Linked DNA regions of Zea mays: regions 1 and 3 are each linked to region 2. A link is a contact called in public Hi-C data. All regions are on one chromosome and are shown on one strand. Each heading gives the region's core, a stretch centred on a gene start, on an enhancer-like site or on the middle of the called end of the contact. The rest is flanking DNA. Distances are from core to core; before and after follow the strand shown. Region 1 holds the start of LOC100279098. Region 2 holds the start of LOC111589728. Region 3 holds the start of LOC103633364 (probable amino-acid acetyltransferase NAGS1, chloroplastic).

Region 1 (4,289 bases), core at 584-3,083, 180 kb before region 2:
AGTTGTGTTTGCGTTTGAATTAATATTTTTTCCTTCTGATTGCTAATCGGTGTTGCTGAAAATACATCGGCTTGGGTGTGATAACCGGACTGTTTTTCAACCATGCAGCCTAAGGCCTACGCTGAGAACTTCAAGTGGAGAGGCCCTCCAAAAGCGGAGCAAGCATGAGCTCGAGACATCTGTGATGCTGACATTGGCACGATGTCGTTTTCCTCCTGGCTCGATTTTATTTTGCTTTCAACCGTGCCCATTGTTAAAGTACGAACTAGAGAATGCATCTATCAAACTTGTAATAAGCATGATGTGCAATCAAACAAAATGGTGTACTTGTACTTCCAAAACGTTAATTCGTGGATGACATTGCTTTTGCAACCTTGTGTGCTTTCTTGGCTGGTATCTGAAAAGATACATCATGCCATTTCTGAGTTGAATGATGACGCCTACTTGCTTTTGGCCCTATCACACATTCACAAATGAGCTGCCAGTCGCTACGCACGACCACTCTTGCATGTCCGTGTGTTCATGGGCAACCCACGCAGTTATGAAATGAGAGTCGGGTAGGTCAGTTTCCTGAAAGGGCAGGTTATACTTCCTTTGCATTCTCCAGTCAACATCTTATATTTACTCAGGATTTCAGAACTGGGTCTACATCCTATTGGACTTCGCGAAAGAGGAAGCTGCTCAGTTTTAACATGCAGCTAGCGGCTTAGTCTATGCACTTGGTTTCATTGGATGCAGCTCAAGCTTCCCTAACTCTCACTAATCTCCTCGGAGCTGTGTCCAACGGATGCGTCGGCGTCGGCGGCGGCGGTGCGGAACCTCCAGGCGAAGAGGTAATCCCTGGACTCGCACTGCAGCCGGCTGACGTCGCAGGGTGCAGCGATGGAGGTGACCTTCCCGTCGTCCTCCCACTCGATCTTTGCCGTGCATGTGAACGCCCCGTACGAGTCCGGCAGAGAGGACCGGTCCGCTACCACCAGCGCCACCTCCCCGCTGATCCTCCTCGACGTGGCAGCCACGGCGTCGAGCCACGGGCACTCGGGCTGCCCCACCATCTCCTTGTACGCGTCGTTCACGAGCCGGACGCGGTTGCCTGAGTCGGAGACCACCGCCGGGAGCGCGTCGACCTCCAGCTCCGCCTCCACCTGAACCGCCGTCTTCGAGACGGCGGCGTCGGTGCAGGCCGCGTCGTCGGTGCGGTGGATGCACCCGACGTGGATGGCAGACCACACCGGGCGCACCGCCCGCGGCGATATGACCCTGGGCTCCAGCAGCTTCCGCAGCAGGTCGCGCTCCACGGGGACGTCCCTCCCCTCCTCTGTCGCCGCCGCCGCCGCCGCCTTCGCGATGTCTTCGACACCCGCACTCGCCGGTGGGAGACGCGCACTGCCTGGGACGACCGCGGACACATGCGCCCCCGTGGTCGCCGCCGCGCACCGGAGAGGCGGGTACGGCGTAGAGGCTCTCCTCCGCTTCGCGGGCGGCTGCGCGCCCGACTTGGGCGACACCGGCACGACGGTGGGGCGGCCGCGCTTGCGCGCGCGGCACGGCCTGCTCTGCAGATGGCACAGCACGCGGTTCGCGGCCACGACGCCCTCGGCCGCGGCCTGCGCCACGGGCGCCGCGGCGGCGGCGGCGGCTGCTGCCAGTGTGGGCTTGGGCGCGATGGGCCGGAACCGCGCCAGGATCTCGTTGGCCTTGACGGCCGTGTCCGCCGGCTGCACCATGGCCATGGCGAGGCGCGGTGCCGGACTCACGAGCTGAGGCTCGGGGGCCAGGTCAGTGGGCTCGATCACTCTGGGGGCGGAGACGACGACGGAGCACGGCGTTGGGGCCCGGACAGGAGGCTGGCGCGGCTTAAGAAGGGCGGGTCAGCCAATCGGACGCGCGCAGAGGGAGGGGCACGTGGGAGAACGGGGCGGGGTACGTGGGCGACCGGCGGGGACGCTGCCGACACGTAGGCGGAGGCGAGTCGCGGGGCGCGTGCTTTGGAGAGGAAGGGCGGGTTGGGTGGATTCCAGTGGGAGGCTGGGACGAGGGCGAGGGGCAGGGGCTGCATGCGGGTCGCTTGCCCGCTTCGGCTTGCTTGCCATGCCTCGGCCCTCGGGCGCCTCGTCCCCCGTGGCGCGTTCCGCCGACTCCGGCTGGGCCGCGCGCGGGCACTGGCTGGCTCGCTGCCGTGCGGGGGCCATTCATGGGGCGTGGCGAGTGGGCGTTGCTAGGTTTCATTGGCCAATATTGCGGCGCGCATTGCCCACCAACCAGCGGCGTATACACTCCTTAGCTCCTATACCCAGAAGTGTGCACTTCACTCTCTCTTGTGTTTTCGACAATTTCCACCAGATCTTTGCTCTCCACCTAATGACGTTAATGTATCTGCACGTGCTGTCGTATAAGCTAGACTTTACATTCACGCATACAAAAGCTTGAGAGAAATCTGTTGGATATATATATAGCTACAAGAAGCAATGACAAATGCCGAAATGCGTCATCCCTTCAATGAATTTAACGCTGGTGACGAACAGTCCTTGAGCTGTTGAGCACGTGGCGTGAGATCGCCAGACTTGGACGGGACGACACGAGACGCGCTCGCATTGCATACGTCGTCCAATGCATGCGTCTTCCGTTTTGTCATCTATAGCCAAGCTCGAATTTTATCTGTGTTTCTCAGGAATTAATCTAGCTATCCTAGCTTTTCAGTTGAAATCTACAGATATATATAACCAGTACTGTACGTCTGTACCATGACAAAGTATTATTATCGGCGTAGAAAAACCGGTCACAGTTTGCTAGCTAGCCACGCCCCTTCTAGATCGCCTGGATGGATGACAGGATGATGTAGTATCATCATCGATCCATCCAGGCGGCCGACCTGCTGTGTGTATGCATGGTACTAGTACTATGCTAGTAGTATCACATTGACGGACACGGGACACGTAAGGCCGGATACGTACACACTCCTCGTACACGAGCCAACACACGTGGGACATGCATGCATGCAACGCAAAAGCCCAAGCGCCATGTCCGACTGGAACCCAACCACGGGCCTAGCTAGCCTTGGTAGCCAGCCGCACGAGACCAACCGGGCCGGGGCCTTGGTAGCCTAGCTTAGCTCTAGCGTCTAGCCTGCCTTTTGGACGCCACTGGCGCGATCTCTTTAATCGTTTTCTGCTGCATGCGCGGCATGTGCTGCGCGCCGTGGCGACCGGACAGGAAGGGCGCGCGACGAGTGGCCGCGCTGCCATTGGCGGGCGCAGGTGCGCGCGGCAGCGCGTGGTCGACGCATGCCGCGCGCGCGCTCCCTGTCCTGGCGAGTGGGGTCGGCCGGCTGGCCCGAGCGGGGTTTCTCAGAGGACTCGGCGCGCGTCGCGAGGGCTGCCTGCGACGACGCCAGAGGCCACACGCCTGCGCTGGAGCTAGCAATAGCATGATCCGGTGCTTCTGCCGCCTGTGCGCGCTGCGCTACAGCCTACAGCTGTTGGCGAGGGAGCCATGCTACAGTTAATGCGAGCCTTGCTTGGCTGTTGCCTGTTGCAGTTCGTTCATGCTTCATGGGCACCGGCGACTTGTAGACGATGGTTCCGCAACAGGGATTTCATTCTCGTTTCGATTTTTTTCAAAACCCGTTTTGTTGATCAAAATTTAACTTTTATATTTCTAATTTTGAAACCGAAATACACTAAAAACCGGATCGGTTTTCGTATCTCGGTCTACACCGATAACGAGAAAAATCATTGGTTTTCACTGGTTATCGCCGGACGAGAAAGTCATCCGTGTTCTGCAACCACAACAACGTATTCGCAGTTGTCGATAGAGGTTTGGATAGAGATAAAAATCGGACGGATATGAACGAATGGTAGATCATTCTATATCCTACCCTATTATATTTCGATCGTATTCAAGATCGGATACAGATAGTTAGAAACGAGACAGATACAGATAAACGTGGGATACGGATACGAATATTGTATGGTCGGATATCGGATAATGCATGAATTACTTATCTTCACTATTGTGTAGAACATCGATAGACATAACAACATAACAAGTTACGGTTATACAATAGTCTAACACAATATTTTAAACATAATGACAAGGTTCGAATCACAATTGTCTAATACAATAAAATATAGTTTTAAAATGGTATCTTGTGGATTTTATAGTCTAACCACTTTTAGGATTGTATGTGTACATATGTTGTGCCTCTGTAACTTTTTATGATTTTTGTGACTATTTATGTATTATTAATTTCTTTCTACATAAATTATTAAAACACAACTAAATTGATA
Region 2 (4,195 bases), core at 1,327-3,826:
ATGGATTTAACTGAATAAATTTTTTTGAATAGATTTAGATTATTTTGGAATATGGATTGTAACATGGATTTAATTCTAATCTATACTAATTCAAAGTTGGATTGGCGTAAACGAACAAGATCTTACATGTCAATAATATTTTTTGTTAAGGGCTAGTTTGGAACCTCATTTTCTCGAAGGATTTTCATTTTACTAAAGAAAATTAGTTCAATTTCTTTTAGAAAAACAGAAATTTCTTGAAAAAGTAGAGTCCATAAACTAGCCCTAAAAGAGGGAAACCAGACGATTTTTCATAAGTACTGACCGATACATTGAAACGAGCAACTAATACATTGAAACGAGCAATTAATTCCCTATCTGGCAAATCTAGAGCAAGAGCATGAGAAGGTGTTATTCCTCTGCGCTAGTAAGATTCAGCTGAGGCGACTGCAAATGCCGTCTCTTTGCTTCGTTACTCGGCGGCTGGAGCGCTGTGCTTCCAGTGCTCAAGCGGACAGGAGATCAGAAGAACGCCCGGCTGCCATAGAACACCTTGGGAGATGGCTTATCCTGCTTCCCGGCGGCGGCTGGCTTCTTCACCGCGATCGAGTCGGCACCAGTGGATTCTGCGTCGGTTGTGGCTGCTGCAGGACTACTCCTCCCGCTGCTACCATTGTCTATGTCCAAGTCCAAGGCAGGGAGCTTCATTTTAGCCAGGGAATCCGTGAATTGCTGCATGCTCTTCATGTACATGTCCATGATCTGGTTCCCGTCCACCTTCACCTCCTGCTCGATGTTGACGCTGATCACCGGCTTGTCCACGGCGGCCTCCGACGCGGCGCCGGGTGAGTTCGCCGCCGGGACCTCCTGGACGGTGCGGGACGAGGCGACCTCCGCGTCGGTGGTCTCCAACGCCGGCTTCTCCTTGCGGTCAGCCGACGAGTGGGCGTTCCCAGACGGCTCCGAGCTGAAGTTGGACTGAGGGGTGGCCGGGAACGCCGCGGCAGCGGGGGACTCCGTGGTGGACACGCTGCTGACCGGCGTGTCGCTCCGGAAGGTGCTCACCGAGTCGGCGGTGCTGTTGTCCGTCGAGAAGCTCTCCACGAGGCGCACGCCGGCGTCGTGGCCCAGGGTCGTGGCGCCGTCCCCGTGCTCCGAGGTGAGGAGGCTGTCGGAGCTCTGCGTTTCCACGGCCGCGCACGGCAGCCTGGTGTACTCGGAGACCATGATCTGGTTCTCCTCCACGAGATTGAGGTCAGGGAACTCGATCTTCTCGTACTCCTTCCCGTTCCCGGCGGCGTTGTTCTCCGGCTCCTCCGGGTCGGCCAGCGCCGGCTTGGGCGTCGGCGAGATGGGCACGACCTCCGGCACGACCCCGATGTAGGAGAGCTCGAGCTGCAGGAACCCCGAGGGGGTCTGGAAGAGGTCGCTGGTGGTGAGCGGAAAGTCGCGGGCGAGCGTGCCGCCGTCGGCGGCGACGACCTCCGGGAGCGGCACGAGCGCGAACCCCAGCAGCTGGTCCTGCAGGTAGTTCTTGACGCGGCTGAGCATCCAGACCTCGCACCGGATCGCGGCGTCGACGTCCCCCGCGCGCACGCCGAGGCGCAGCGACTGGTCGAACACCGGGTTGCGGCCCCCGCCGTTGACCACCTGCGTGGACGCCGCCGGCGCGCCGTCCCCGGGCAGCGAGAGCCGCGCGTACACGTCCTGCTTGTGGTAGATGCAGATGTTCTGGATGTCCCGCGCGCTCCGCACGAGCACGTCGACGTACCCGATCAGCTCCGCGCCCTTGGTCCCGTTCGCGGCCGCCGCCTGCGCAGAGACCGCTACTCCCTTCTGCTGCGGCTGCTCCATGACAAGAACACACCTTTGCTTTTCAACTCTGCGTCCACAGCAAAGGGGAAGCAAAGCAACAAATCAGACGAAACCACGCAAAAGTTCTTCTACGGAATTCAGCGACGGTGTGATGAGGGGGTAGCTCGAAATCCGAGAAGTAGGTGAAGTGAAACTGTCGTCAGATCCTCACTACAGTGCGCCGGAACTGCACACTACCTCCACAAGCTTCTTGAATAGACTGTGGATGGGGGGCGAGTCCTCCTACTCCTTTCCTACTCGATTCAACGCAACAGCGCAACTGCTGAAATACCTCGAGAACCCTCCGGGCAAATCGCTGCTATTGTCACCACTAAAGAAACGAGTTCACGATGCGTAGGGGAAGCGCGAGAGCGAGCTCAAATCCCAGGAAGAAAAGGCGAGATCTGAGAGCAGGGGAAGGGAATTGAAGCAGATTCGTGATGCCCGCTTACCCTGTCCGAAGTGCCGGTGCTGCTCTCGAGAGAGAGTGACGACGAGGGAAGCAGGGCCACTGGAATCAAGCGGGAGGAGGGGGAGCGAGCGGCAGGGTGGGGGCTCGAGATATAACACGAACTCCAAAAGGAAAAGGATTAGGGCGGCAGTACTAGTAGTAGTAGATTTTTTTTCCCTTCTACTAGCTGGCTTTGCCTTTTTCTACCCTTTACCTAACTAAGCTTGCTTTTATTGCCTTGTTTGGCCGAGCCGTGCGACGCGCGTTAGCGTAGTAGAGCCGTGCATGTGCCTCGCCGACGCCGTTGGTAGTAGAGGCGTACAGTATTCAAAGGCGCTACTGCCCCGTTCCATCCTATCCTGACCGCATACGTAGCAATCAGCCTACTGTTAAGAACGCACGTAAACAAGATGGTTTAAAGAAACACCAGCTGGATAAGAAAGGTCGTGAAAGGGGGGTCACACACATGCACAGCACAGGGCACTTTTGCGCGGGTTTTCACCGTGGTGTGAGAGAGACACACTCCCCAAAAGTCAAGGTTGTTTCGCAGTGGCCGCGGCTGCGCCCGGCTTGGCGCCTTGTGGCGGCAGCGCGCGTGAACTGGGCGGCCAATGGCGCGGCGCCACCTCCGCTGGAGGGCGCGAGGGAAGGACCCTTTTGGTGGGCATGGGCACGCCGCGTTGTTTAATCGGGTATCGCCGCCGTATCGGGGGGCCGCGGGCAAGTGGGGGTGGGTGGGCGGGCGCGTGCCGTGGCCCGCCGGCGTCGCTGTCCGTCCGCCAGGCGCCAGCGTTAGCCCGCGGGGTCCGGCAGGAGGGGGCCCCGGCCAGGCCACGCCCGCCCGCCCGCGCTCGCACGCTCGCGTCAGGTTTTTCAAAGCGGATATCATCTCGCCGGGCCCTTTTCCGCGTCCGTCCGCCATCATCGCGAGCGGCCGGGGCGGCTTCGCCAGGCAGGTCGGCGTGCGTGCGCGCGCTGCGGCGCCGGAGCCTGCAGTGCAGCCAGAGGTGGCGAGCGGAAAGAGAGGAGTACGCTGATCCATTCTATCTCATGAGTAGGCCGGGAACTGAGTCTGACCCATGTGCGTCGAGATGGATGGATTCCGGGGCGTGGTGGCAAGCTTTTTCAGACCGTTTCTCCCCTTGCCTTGCGAATTGAATGGTCCCGCGACGCGACCCTCTGCCATGTGCCGGTTGCAATTTGCAAAGCATGTCCATGGACATGGACTCATGCGCCATGGTCCCTGTCGAGAGCATGTTAAGCCGAACCCATCATTCGTTGCAGTAGCACACGATCGATATCGTCAAAATCTGGCGAGCGGTCCAATTCCCACGACGCAGGTAAGTAGTCAGTGCATTTGCTCGACAGAAAGAAAGAAAAAAGTCAGTGTGCAAGCAAGAAAAAAAAACTGTCTTTTGGAGCTAGCTGTAGCTCATGCGATCGATTCCCCATCATGATGCTGTGGTCGCACATGCGTGCGGATGTAATGGATTGACCAGGCGAAAGTGAGCGAGGGGCCGAGGCCACATCAACGTGTACTTGATTGCAAGTATCTTGCTTGTGGATCCAGCAGTTGCTATAGTTCTGACCACAGGGGAAGGGAAAGACAGAGACAGATTCCCCTCAGCAATGACCTTTCCTCGGTGCAGTTTAATCCTCCATGTGCCTTCAGACAGATTCCTCTCAGCAATGTTTGCTGAACCCAAGCAGCCAAAAAGCCCAATCAAGTTTATTTGTCATGTCACATAAGTAGCCACCACTTGCCACAATAGTATTATGGATTAGCACTAACTGCCGTGTCATCTCTCTCCCTCTCTCTCTGTATAATATATATAGACCAGGCTTATTTATACGGGAAAGCCTATCAGAGTTTGCATCGAAGGTTATAAGCTGCCTGCGGACACCAGCGGC
Region 3 (4,205 bases), core at 127-2,626, 160 kb before region 2:
CTATACAAGTTCACAATACCTTTTGATGAAAGAAAGGGTTCCGGTGCATAGAGAGGGCCTCGCCATTTAAAAGGGAACCATAAAATCGATGGAACCCAATGTTTTTTAGTATCGTTAGAATTTGTTATTTCTATGCGAAATAACTAAATTGAATAAAAAATCGTGGTTGGAAGGGCTCTGGGGCTTGCTTAAGAATAAGAAAGAGGAATCTTATGGAACTAATATGGAATAAGGTTTGATTCTATTCATGGGGATTCCGTAAATACCCCATTCCAAAAATCGAAACAATCGAGACTTTTCGGAGATTGGCTACCGTTACTAATTCATGATATGACATGTACAGAATGAAAACTTCATTCTCGATTATACTATTTTTAGGCTATTTATGTATTATTAATTTACTTTTTAGAAAATCATCAAAATACAATTAAATTCAAAAAAAATATTATAGTTTTGACCAAAATTGCGACAGAGATTTGGATATAAATGAAAATCGGGCGGATATGAACGATTATTAGGTCATCCTGTATCATACCCTATTATATTTCAATTGTATTCAAGATCGGATTTGGGTAGTTAGAAACGAGACGGATATAAATACAAGGACCAGATATTTAATCGGGTGAATAAGTGACGAATACAGATATTGTGTGGTCGGATATTGGATAATGCATGTATTACTTATCGTTCGCTATTGTCTAGAACATAGATAGACATAACAATATAACAATAATTTATGGTCATACAATAGTTCAATACAATATTTTAAACATAATGGCAAGATTCGAATCACAATAGTCTAATATAATAAAATATAGTTTTAAAATAGCATATGTGGATTTTATAGTCTAACCATTTTTAGGATTATACGCGTACATATGTCGCGTCTCCGTAATTTTTTATGATTTTTGTGGCTATTTGTGTATTATTAATTTCTTTCTATAAAAATCATTGAAACACAAATAAATTGGTACAATATTCTAATTTCAACCAAAGATTGCAAATAAGTTACCAATACTAGTAAACATTCTATATCAAGATAACCTCAAGTTCGCACATGAAAATAATAAATAGAAGTATTGATTACGTTAAAACTTGGATACTTAGATCAATTTCACGTCTAACTCACAAAGTGAAATAGAAGAAACACAACCATCTATTGAATTTTATCTTACAAACTTTAGTTAAAATTGTATATGGACATATGTTTTAACTTTAGTTAAAATTGTATATGGACATATGTTTTCCATCCGTAAAATTTCATTATTTTTAAGACTATTTTTGTATTATTAATTTCTTTTTTAGAAAATTATTAAAATACAATTAAATTCAAAAAATATTCCAGTTTTGACCAAAATTGCAAGTGGAGCCCCTTACGAAACCTGTGTGTGAATGTGTGATGAGGGCAAAAAGCAAGTAACCCATCTATCTAGGGTTGGAAGCTTGTACATGGCCACCTCGGTGGTTGTGGCACGCCTCGCGGGCGAGGCCTCGCAGCCCAAGGTCCTACCTTCTGCGAATGGAGTCTCATCCGAGAGCTATTGGCGGGTAGCTGCTACGCGCCGTTGGCAGGGCCGCGGTGTCCGGTGCTGCGCGGCCGGTTTCCGCGGTGGGGGCGCCGACGCCGACGCCGTGATCGCCAGCGAGGACTTTGTGGGGTTCTTTCGGGAGGCGTGGCCGTACATCCGGGGCCACCGTGGGAGCACCTTCGTGGTGGTCATCTCCAGCGAGGTCGTGTGCGGGCCGCACTTCTACCGCGTTCTGCAGGTATTGTAATGGTTGCTTGTGATGTTATATTTTGGATCTTCAAAGGATAGTACATTTGACGTCCTGCTATGTAATTTTAGGTTAAGCGTTGAATTTGATTTAGCTGCTTCGTACTAATTGGCCAGCTTAGCTTTTGTTTTTCTAAACAAAAATGGTCCGACCGAAATAATTGAATCATTTGCATCAAAAAATTATGTTGGTAGATTATAATCCATTTCGTTCAGTGGTGTAGACCACAACTGTTGACTTCAATGGTTGGGATGAGACTTGAGCATCACGATCGACTTGACAATTTGAGGATCCTGAGTTCCTGACTGGGATGACAATTGTAGGTTGAGTCTATTGCTGTGTCTTGTTTGGAAGCAAAACTCTATTGTAGACCATATATATTAAGTAACAACAGCATTACTAAGGAATAAGGGGGTAGGCAACATCAGTTTTCTAGTAGGTATTAGTTTTGTGTTAATCTTATTCTAAGGATGAGCTTATAGTGTTTTGCCACATATTTATATTCTTTTGTTGTCATGAGGAATTTATGTTGTCATGGATTCCTCATTCCTAACCACACTTTCTTTTAAAAATACGCAGGACATATCACTTCTCCATGGTCTGGGGATTAAATTTGTTCTTGTTCCAGGAACACATATTCAAATTGATAAGCTGTTGTCAGAAAGAGGTCAGTTCTGTGCAACACCCTCATGGGGCAGCTTCACAATTCATCCTTAAGCAAGCACTCTGTTTGCACATGCTTGTGCTCATAAAAATCTACCAGATTTTAAAACAAACCAGTATATAGGATGGCTACTAATCATATAAAACCTATTATAAGAAAGTTAGAGAATCATTTAGCTGCTGTGGCATATAGTTGTCTTAGACATTTGGCCCTCAGAGCTCCAGGAAGTATATTTAATATGCTTGCAGACTATCATGGCTATAGTTTGAATTTTTGGTGAAGTACATTAGCCAAAATCTGAAGCTTTGTTAGGCCTCCAGTTGCTTTTGGTTACACGCAGAGTTATTTTTTACACTGTTCTGTTTTTTTTGTTTTTTTTGCTTTGCTAACATCTGTTGGTTTGATGATTCTTAATGCATCTCTATATCTCTTACTTTCCTGTAAAGCATGTGTTTAGCTTATTAAATTTTGTGTAGGGAAGAAGGCCAAGTATGTTGGTCAGTACAGAATTACTGATGAAGATGCAAGAAAGGCTGCAATGGATGCAGCTGGTAGAATACGATTGACAATAGAAGCTAAACTTTCTCCTGGTCCTCCAATGTTAAATCTTCGTAGGCATGGTGTTATTGGACGCTGGCATGGTCTTGTGGATAGCATTGCAAGTGGCAATTTCCTTGGTGCTAAGGTGAGTATTGATAAGTACATGAGCTTTTGAATATCTGGCTTCCATGTAGTTACTATATCGTTTTTTATAGCATATTTTTGTGAATTTCAATGTTTGCAGATGTCTCTTCAGAAGAAAGATAACCTTACTTCTCTTTCCTTCCTTTTCATTACATCGTAATAAATCATACAATAGTGAAACCAGATGCTCCACAAATAGGAATATGCTTATTGTTTGTGTTCATTTCGTTCCTTTGTTTTTGCTATTTATTAGTTCTGCTGAACTTTACTCGACTGCACAACGGCAATACTGAATATATGTATGTATTTGGCAGAGAAGAGGGGTGGTTAATGGTATTGACTACGGATTCACCGGGGAAGTTACGAAAATAGACGTTTCACGGATAAGAGAAAGGCTTGATAGTGATAGCATAGTTGTTATCAGCAACATGGGCTTCAGTTCATCGGGAGATGTGTTAAATTGCAAGTATATTTTCTTAATTATTTTTAAGTTTTTTCGTATGATTGTACAATGTATACATCAAAATTGTGTAGTTGTATGCTTGCTACCAAGTCAAGCATAATATCATATGAATGCAAATAATTTTCGTAAAACTTGTTCCTTTGCATATATTGCAGCTACCATACTAAACAAAATTGATTTGTGTTGTTTGCAATAATTCAGCACCTACGAGGTTGCTACTGCATGTGCTTTAGCCTTGGAGGCAGATAAACTTATCTGCGTTGTAGATGGTCAGGTATTTGATGATCATGGACGGGCCATTCAATACATGTCTATTGAGGAGGCTGATTTGTTGATTAGAAAGCGTGCTAGGCAAAGTGATATTGCTGCAAGTTATGTCAAGGTTGTGGATGAGGAAGGCATCAATTCTTTGCATAAAGGGGACGACAGACCATCATTGAGTCCCAAGGCTTACATAAATGGGTATGCTGCTTCTTTTCGAAACGGATTGGGTTTTAACAATGGAAATGGTATTTATTCTGGCGAGCAAGGGTTTGCTATTGGTGGTGAAGAGCGGTTAAGCAGATCAAATGCTGATCCTTTTAAAAACGGGTTGGGTTTTAACAATGGAAATGGTAT

What was found. A called contact is a pair of places that touch in the nucleus more often than the background predicts.
Region 1: a Hi-C map of ear shows a contact between it and region 2, with 1.7 times the contacts expected there. The contact joins the promoter of LOC100279098 here to the promoter of LOC111589728 in region 2. A contact is called at or near these places in 2 of 25 Hi-C or Micro-C datasets (ear and tassel).
Region 3: a Hi-C map of leaf shows a contact between it and region 2, with 3 times the contacts expected there. The contact joins the promoter of LOC103633364 here to the promoter of LOC111589728 in region 2. A contact is called at or near these places in 7 of 25 Hi-C or Micro-C datasets (bundle sheath, ear, endosperm and 2 more).

The regions. Positions count from the first base shown.
Region 1 is chr7:170,700,983-170,705,271 of Zm-B73-REFERENCE-NAM-5.0, reverse strand. LOC100279098 reads right to left here and starts at 1,833. Exons shown (of 1, transcript NM_001152143.1): 1 at 567-1,833. The coding sequence starts at 1,733. The coding sequence ends at 750. LOC100281028 (NADH-ubiquinone oxidoreductase 18 kDa subunit) reads left to right here. Exons shown (of 5, transcript NM_001153947.2): 5 at 109-372. The coding sequence ends at 168.
Region 2 is chr7:170,521,563-170,525,757 of Zm-B73-REFERENCE-NAM-5.0, reverse strand. LOC111589728 reads right to left here and starts at 2,576. Exons shown (of 2, transcript XM_023300585.2): 1 at 2,286-2,576; 2 at 251-1,861. The coding sequence starts at 1,833. The coding sequence ends at 502.
Region 3 is chr7:170,680,246-170,684,450 of Zm-B73-REFERENCE-NAM-5.0, reverse strand. It overlaps LOC103633364 (probable amino-acid acetyltransferase NAGS1, chloroplastic), which reads left to right and starts at 1,376. Exons shown (of 10, transcript XM_008655067.3): 1 at 1,376-1,767; 2 at 2,356-2,443; 3 at 2,917-3,125; 4 at 3,439-3,590; 5 at 3,789-4,205. The coding sequence starts at 1,393.